Regions from separate parts of the Zea mays genome. Here all the other regions are linked to region 3. The links are chromatin contacts, called in public Hi-C maps. All regions are on one chromosome and are shown on one strand. The core of a region is the stretch at or near the end of the contact, and the rest is flanking DNA. Distances in the headings are between cores, read along the strand shown.

What was found. A called contact is a pair of places that touch in the nucleus more often than the background predicts.
Region 1: a contact with region 3 is called in a Hi-C map of ear, with 2.9 times the contacts expected there. The contact joins the enhancer-like site here to the promoter of LOC103628194 in region 3. A contact is called at or near these places in 9 of 25 Hi-C or Micro-C datasets (bundle sheath, ear, leaf and 4 more).
Region 2: a Hi-C map of leaf shows a contact between it and region 3, with 5 times the contacts expected there. The contact joins the enhancer-like site here to the promoter of LOC103628194 in region 3. A contact is called at or near these places in 4 of 25 Hi-C or Micro-C datasets (ear, endosperm, leaf and 1 more).

Annotation. Positions count from the first base shown.
Region 1 is chr5:51,691,200-51,693,918 of Zm-B73-REFERENCE-NAM-5.0, forward strand. No RefSeq gene overlaps it. Among protein-coding and RNA genes, the nearest start is that of LOC100383424, 22 kb to the right of the region's middle. Within about 2 kb of position 1,457, at least 15 of the 20 cell types and tissues checked have an H3K27ac peak or open chromatin away from gene starts, as enhancers often do. A contact at or near this core is called in ear, leaf, root tip and 2 more, where this site is marked.
Region 2 is chr5:51,662,155-51,664,973 of Zm-B73-REFERENCE-NAM-5.0, forward strand. No RefSeq gene overlaps it. Among protein-coding and RNA genes, the nearest start is that of LOC100383424, 51 kb to the right of the region's middle. Within about 2 kb of position 1,492, at least 16 of the 20 cell types and tissues checked have an H3K27ac peak or open chromatin away from gene starts, as enhancers often do. A contact at or near this core is called in ear, leaf and tassel, where this site is marked.
Region 3 is chr5:51,570,990-51,573,689 of Zm-B73-REFERENCE-NAM-5.0, forward strand. It overlaps LOC103628194, which reads right to left and starts at 1,439. Exons shown (of 6, transcript XM_020538379.2): 1 at 950-1,439; 2 at 508-640; 3 at 168-271. The coding sequence starts at 990.

The sequences.
Region 1 (2,719 bases), core at 207-2,706, 120 kb after region 3:
CTCGGGCTAAGCCCCGGAAGACGGCGAACTCCGCTCCGCCCGACCCAGGGCTCGGACTCGGGCTCAACCCCAGAAGACGACGAACTCCGCTTCGCCCGACCCCAGGGCTCGGACTCCGCCCTGGCCTCTGCCGAACGACCTCCGCCTCGCCCGACCCAGGGGCTCGGCCTCGGCCTCGGCCATGGAAGACAGACTCGACCTCGGCTTCGGAGGAGCCTCCACGTCGCCCGACCTAGGGCACAGGCCCGCCACGTCAACAGGAAGCGCCATCATCACCCTACCCCGAGCCGACTCGGGCCGCAGAGAACAAGACCGGTGTCCCATCTGGCTAGCTCCGCTAGATAGGCAATGATGGCCCCCGCAAGCCCTGTGACGACGGCGGCTCTCAGCTCCCTTACGGAAGCAGGGGGACGTCAGCAAGGACTCAACCGCTCCGACAGCTGTCCCTCCGCCAGGCTCCGTTGCTCCTCCGACAGCCACGATATCACACCAGCAGGGTGCCAAGATCTCTCCGGCTGCCACATTGGCATGTACTTAGGGCGCTAGCTCTCCCCCCGCTAGACACGTAGCACTCTGCTACATCCCCATTGTACACCTGGATCCTCTCCTTACGCCTATAAAAGGAAGGACCAGGGCCTTCTTAGAGAAGGTTGGCCGCGCGGGGACGAGGACGGGACAGGCGCTCTCTTGGGGCCGCTCGCTTCCCTCACCCGCGTGGACGCTTGTAACCCCCTACTGCAAGCGCACCCGACCTGGGCGCGGGACGAACACGAAGGCCGCGGGATTTCCACCTCTCTCACGCCCGTCTCCGGCCACCTCGCTTCCCCCCTTCGCGCTCGCCCACGCGCTCGACCCATCTGGGCTGGGCCACGCGGCACACTCACTCGTCGGCTTAGGGACCCACCGGTCTCGAGACACCGACAAGATCTGAGGAGAATATTCCTTAATTGGAGCCACTCCGTTCTAGTTACTTTGTAACCAAACAACAATAAAACTGGGACAGAACGACTCCGTTCTATTTGACTCTTCAACCAAACACTACCTAAATTCCTCTTATAAACTAGAAGAGAGAGTAACTACTAATTTATTTAAAATTAAGAAAATAGCATGGAGCTTTTCACGCGTCTTTTCTAAACTCACTCGCTACTAAAGTCACTCAATAAATCATCATTTAGAGTCATTTAAATAAAACTCTTTTTATATCTTCACACTTCTAACTGTTACTCACTCTCTTTTCTGGCTAGCAACATATCACACCACACGCAAGACCGCAAAGTTTATAATAGAATATTATTTAAAATATTAATTTTAAATAGTTAAAAGGAACTATCAACTAGGATGGACCTGCAGATGCTAACGAAGTCTTCGTACCTGCAAGAAAGGAGGGGCCCAATATGCCCGGTGTTGCTCGAGCAACACCTTGGCTTAGCCCAACTAGAGACCCACAAGAAAAAAACTAGTCCTAACTCCTAACCCTACGTGAGACGCATGCACCCGCGCCCGGTCGACTGAGCCGCAGTCACCAACCGACGAAGCCAGCTACAAGCTCCATGCGACCGTGCCTGCCTGCATCGATCGTTCATTCGTTCGTCGTCGCCCTGTCCCTGTTCCACCAGGCGTCAAGCTCTGGACTCCGTGTTCCGCTGAGCCCGAGCTCCAGACTGCCCACGCCCAAGCCGACTTGGCTCGGCGGCGCGCGTTCCAGTCCTAGGCCACCCGGCCGAACGAGCTCCTCCTCGGCTCCCCGAAAATCGGCAGGCCAAGGTCCTCCCCCGCGGGCCGTCGTGCCGGTCAAGCTCCTCTCCGCGGAACCGCCCCAACCGTCTAGCTGAACTCCGCAGTCCGCCCCACGCCACAACGATCGGCAATGACTTACCCTGTGGTGCTCTGGAACGCCGCATCCCATCACCTCTTCTCCTACCCCCACCATCGAAGTCGTTGTGATCTCTAGACTGACCACTGTTGACGCTTTTTCGGAGCGCCAATCACTCAAGAAGAACCGGCGGCGGTGCCCTCTGCACAGGGGCGGACGGTCCGCGCGCAGGGGCCGGACGGTCCGCGGCCTGGTGCGAGGCGGCGGCGCTCTCTGGTCAGACGCGGACGGTCCGTGGCACAGGGCCGGACGGTCCGCGACCTGGTGCAGGAGCTCGAGTTCCCTGCCTGACGGCCGGACGGTCCGCGCCCTAGGGCCGGACGGTCCGCGCGTGCGCAGGGGCGGCGGTAGATCGCCGACGGCGCCTGGATCTCGCTCCCGAGAGGGACCCCGTCGGGGAGGAGAGATCCTAGGAGTTGTCTAGGCTCGGGCAGGCCGACCTAGACTCCTCTAATCGACGTAGAGTCGAGGAGAGGCGGAGAATTTGGGGATTGGAATACTAAACTAGGGCTAAACTAGAACTAGACTAGAACTACTCCTAATGCATAAGGTAAAAACGAGTAATAGACTTGATTTGTTCGATTGTTGGGGGTTCAATCGGCCGTAGCCCTTCATCTATATAAAGGGGGAGGTCTGGATCCGCTTCCAACTGATTTCCGAGTTAATCCCGCGGTTTTAGGTAACAAATCCCGCGAGAAACTAGGAACCCTAACTGACTCTGCGCACGCGCGGACCGTCCGCGCCACCACCGCGGACGGTCCGGACCGCGGACCGTCCGGCCTCCGGGCCGGACCGTCCGCACGGTCATTTTTGGGTTCGAACATATGCCCCCTGCCTTTTGGTGAA
Region 2 (2,819 bases), core at 242-2,741, 91 kb after region 3:
GAGGAAGGAGTTGAAATAGACTCCAAGCCCAGGTGTGGCTAACTCCAACGAGGACTAGGCAAGCATTTTAGGCTTGGCCGAACCTCGGGATAAATTCCTGTGTCTGTGTGCTCTGCTCTGTGTTGTGTGTTGATCCTCTGTCTTATCTACTCTTTATATCTGCACTTCAATACTTATTTGTGGTTCAAGTTATATTTGAAGTGCAGGGCATTTTGAGACAGGATCTTCTATTCCGCTGCAACCTACTCGAAGGGTCTTTCATTCCACTGCGATCTGGTCTTCGAGTAGAGCAAGAATTTAAGTATTCAAAGTGATTATTATTATTCACCTATTCACCCCCCTCTAGGCGACATCCAGATCTTGTTCCCGGTCAAAGGGAACTTTCAGGAGTGCGGGTGGGGATTGCGGAGTTCGCGGCGGAGACTGCGGCGGGCGGGTGGGCGGGGTAGGGAGGCGGGGGCAGTCTACAATGCTCTCTTAATAGTTAGTAGAGACTCAGATTTGAATTTGGAAATAGAATGGAAAACAAAACACAAATAGAACAAAAGAAAGAAAGAAAATAACAAAACCGCCCTGGGCCCATTTCCTTTCCTCGGCCTAGCCGGTTTCCCACACCATGCGGCCCATTATTCTGCATGGCCGACCCACCCCACCCACGCCACACGGCCCAACACACGGTTGTGCACGTGTGGCGCTGCTAGGCAGGGCCCGTCGGTCGGCCACTATCCGCACTACCCCATTTGCCGCCATGTGGGCTCATGTGATCAGCGCCATCTTCATCCTGTAACAAATCAAAGCACCATCCGCAACAGAATTCCACTCAGTTCTATGACGAGAATCCAGGCAGGATTCGTTCAATGCCCCGGACTCTATAAATTTCTTCCACCGAAACAATCGGACCCGCTTAAGTCCTTGTTCGTTTGTGTCGGATTGGTAGGTCGGAACAATTCCTAGCCGGATTGTTTCTCTAATTTATATAAAGTTTGATTAACTGGAACGATTCCGGGTGCAGGAACGATTCCGGGTGCAATCCGGCATAAACGAACAAGGCCTAAACGAACTATAAATCGTTCCTGGTTATTTAACACGCATGCCCATGCCCTGGCCTACCTCCCGCATGCCACCATCCATTGGCTAAGAAGCAGGGAAAAATGGAGTAGAGCCACTGTGAGAGAGTCCAGGGATCACCATCGATCGGGGTCAAGCATGCGGCCATTGAGATCCCCGACGAGAAGGCATAACCAAGTCCACCACAGTTTCCTCTGTGCATGGCACGTTTTGGGTAGGGAGTTAGTCGAGTAAAATGTGAGCTCGCCGCTAACCGACGTAAGCCCACCGCGGTGCTTGGCGGCACTGCCAGGTTTCTGACCGGAGTTGAGGTGTGGAGCGTAATCTGTTGATTCGGGTACCAACGGCTAAGATTAGACCTAAGCATACCTCTTCGCACATAACAATCCAGACCGCTGGATCGGATCGAGCAGTTACGCTTGGATCACACTTCATTAAATCGAGGTCATAGATATCGGATCCAACGTCTAGCATTGCATACGAATTCATATGGGCTCCGATTTAATCGTGGGCACATGGTTTTGATCGGGCGGCTAGAATTCACATATACCCCTTCGGCCTGCCACCTTTATAAAAGAACCCTTGTGTTTGCATGAAACCAACCTGCGGTCCTGTGCAGTTCTAAGACCGCTACAACTAGGTCCAATTTCCTTTCAAGCAGACCCCAAATTTATTTGAAATAGGATCTACGATCTAGGAATTTCTAATTTCCTATAAATTAAAGCTGAAATTGAATTCTTAGTAAAAAGTCTAGAAAACTTAAATAATTCATAACTTCCATGTTTTAACTCCAATTTGACTCGTTCCAGTCAAATTGTCTAAGCAGTAGCAACATCATTTGTACCATATCACATATTCTTGTAATTAGATATTTATTTGACCTATGTTTATTAACTCTTCTAATCAAAAGTTAACATGTCCATAATTATAATTTGTCTATAATATGATCTCTAATCGAGTTATACCATAAATTAAAGTTGAGTTAGTTATATTCTCCTCACATGATTTAGATTAATCAACATAGACTATATATTTAATCACCTAAAGTTTTAGAAAACCATATCTTTTTAACCACAACTCCGATTATAGTGGTTCTCGAGCCTACGATCCCGTAGTAGTGCGTAGAATATTCCTACACAGTTTGTTCCCATGTTTGGTGTAATGCTATTTTTATGTACTACTTGTCTATTTGTATGTATTGCTACGAGTCGCAGCGAGGTCATGAGAAATCTAAAGACCAAACTTGGTGAAGTACCTGGAATCGCAAGTATAAGGCAAGTTGTGCCCTTGATCACTCTTCTTTACCCAATAATGTTCTTGTTAATCACTGTATCATGCTTAGGTTAATTTGATGGGACACAATAGGTTTCCCTAGTTTTGTTTACCCCACACCTTGCAAACAAGTGAACTATTGGGCAGACTTGCTATTGCTCTACCTAGTTTTGAGATTAATGATATACTGAAATATGATCATGTTCCACTATTATTGTTGATTTAATTATTAATCATGATAAGACTATTGTGTTAATTGGAACATGGAGATTAACTTGAGATAATAGTGCTACCATAAGGGTGGAATGAGATGCTCTTGGCCAAGTAGTTAGGAAAGCTAGGGAGAGATTTCCTTACCCGAAAGGGGCAAGCGGGGAGGCATCGCTGCAGAGTATAGGGAGGTTCTCGAGTCGGACTGTCTGTAAAGCTTTTCGGATGAGGGATTCCTATGCTTCTTTCTTTCTGAATCCGTAGCGGGT
Region 3 (2,700 bases), core at 189-2,688:
GCCCCGGCGGACATGGGGTGATATGCCATAAGGCTCATAACTATGTAACCAACACTCATGCCCATTAACAATGTGTTTTGTGGATTAATTTCATAGTGCTACCGTCGTCGAAAACAGAAGCGAGGAAACAAAACCGAATTTTAGTTGAGCCGATTGGATTTATTTACCTCTGCTTCTGAAGGCTTCCCAGTTGCTTCCCAATGTAATGACAGAATCCTTCGATCATATCATAGCAAGAAGCATGGTTCAGCTCAACTAAGAGGCCATCTATCTGCATTCCAAATTGCAATTAATGCCAGGAAACAGAACACCCGAAGATCAGCAACCAGCAAAGATCTTGAGCCAAAAAGGTGCAAAGGCGATTGTAAAATATAGCAGCATCCATGAATTAAACCCCTAGACAAAGACTCTCCTACTCGCTTTGTGCCCAGAACAATAAACATTCGCGACTCTAGTGCTATGCATACGCAACGTTGAACAACAGAGAGCCCGGGTGGAGAAACATACCCTTCGGAAGGCGTGGGTGTCGAGGCCATTGGCGAGGAGGTCGGCGACGTCCTTCTTCAGGAACCGGATCATGGCGTGCTTCTTCCGCCTTATCAGAGCCATCCGCGTCCGGATGCATTTGAAGGCGTGCTTACTGCATCCGTCGTGGAACAGACAAAACAAAAGATTAGTTAGCCCAAGCCGCTTTTCCCGTTCAGGTTAAACAAATCGTCGCGGACGTGGGGAAGGGAAAACCGCATTCAGCATACCATCCCATCGTCCCAGAGAAAGAAACAAGAGAGAAGAACTGACAGCGAAAAGAAAAAGGAATCCAAACCCAGCGAAGAAACTACCCAAGAGCCGAGGAACAGCAGGCGCGAGAAGGAACGAATCCAACTGGGACCGTGAACAGAGCGAGCGGAGCACCAAGAAACCTGAGGAAGAGGAGGCAATCTTTGGGTACCATTTGTTGTAGAACTTGGAGTTGAGCAAGCTGTCGAACATCTTGCCACTGCTCCGTCGGACTCCTCCCTCCCCTCCTAGCGCCCTCGCCCTCCCCCCTCTCGCTTCCCCTGCGCTCCGACCAACAGACGAAGCGAAGCTACCAATGGCGTCGCCAGGGCATGAGGAGCGGGAAGGACGAGGAGGGGAAGGAGGGGAGTGGGCGGTTGGGGGAGGCACGGACCACGTAGTGGAGAATGGAGATGGTGGTGGGCAGACTCTACTCTGCCAGGAGGAAAGAAACAGAACGGACGTGCGAGCGAGCTGGTCGTCGCGGCGGCGCGGCGACGCGAGGCCAGGTGGAGGCGAGAGGGGTTCGGGCAGTTGCCGTCCGTCCGATTGGAGGTCGACGAACGGGAATCGGGACGGCGACGGCAGAAGCGGAACAAAGCAACCGCCTCTCGAAATTCGTATCTGCCCTTCCCTAAATCCTAGCAGTGGCCCGTTGCGGAATCCTTGCGAGCACGGAGCACCAGCTGGCTTTTTAAATTGCTACCATTTTTTGTGTGTGTATATCGTATAAATAGACATTGATTAAATAGATATTTATTTAAATATAACTATATTTTTTCATTTTCCAATTTATAGTATCGCATTATTAAAGACAAACACACGCGTGTCCTATTAGTAGACACCGTGGTGCTGTTTGGTTCAACACACACGCTGCTGCTTCGTAGAATCTCTGTTTCAAGCGGATAATGTATAACGAAAGTGATTACCACAGGGAACAGCAATGATTTTGACGTCCCGCATGGGATGACAGAAGTGATTACCACAAATGGTTTTCACGTGCCCCTTCTCAGTGGCCACTGGCCTCACCCTCATCATGCCCGCCTTTTTTTCTCCCGTTGGACAGGCAAGGGGCGTGCAGACGTGCAGTGCAGAGCCGGAGGAAAAAAAAAGCTTCCATTCCATAAGAACAGTAGGCGGGAACAACGTTTGGCTACCTGATCCATCCAGAGACATTTATGATTTGTGGCATCAGATTCAGCAGCAAATCAGTTGGTCGCTTTGGTTTGGGCATGGACATGCACATGAATACATGATGGGCTGAGCTAATCTTCTAAACTGTCACCAGCCAAACCTTATTTTTCTTTGTTATACTCCCCACCGTTCCTTATCTCAAGGCCACAAAGGTTTGTTTTAGATCAAAATTTACTTTGACCATTAATAACAAAATATTTATAAACATTGACTAAATAAAAATAAACTATTATATTTATTATTAAAACATCTAGCATAGTATATAATTTCTTTAATTTAAAAATAATTACTTTTATAGATATTATTGATCAAAGTTTCAAAACTTTGACTTGGGACAAACCTTTATGTTTGCACAAGTCAGGTCATGTCTGTCATGATGGGGGCGTGGCGAAGACTGATCGGTTCTCTTCCCAAGTCTCTGAACATACGAGACGTTGCCGGGTATTAGTATTACCGACAGAACCGGATTAACAATGGCAGATGATTAATTCAGAAACCAGATGCTTGTGCCGGCGAAGTGGAATCCCCAAGAATGCCATTTGGAATGTATGCATGGACACATTGCATTTGCTAGTTTGTACAGTCGTATACAGAACTATTTATTTAAAATTATCTACACTTTCTTTGCCATTCTGGACCTTCAACGGAATACATGCGGAGTATAAAAAGTTCACAGACCACAGAGGCCAGATGTTTGCTTGTTCACGATCGTTGACAAATTCCACTAAT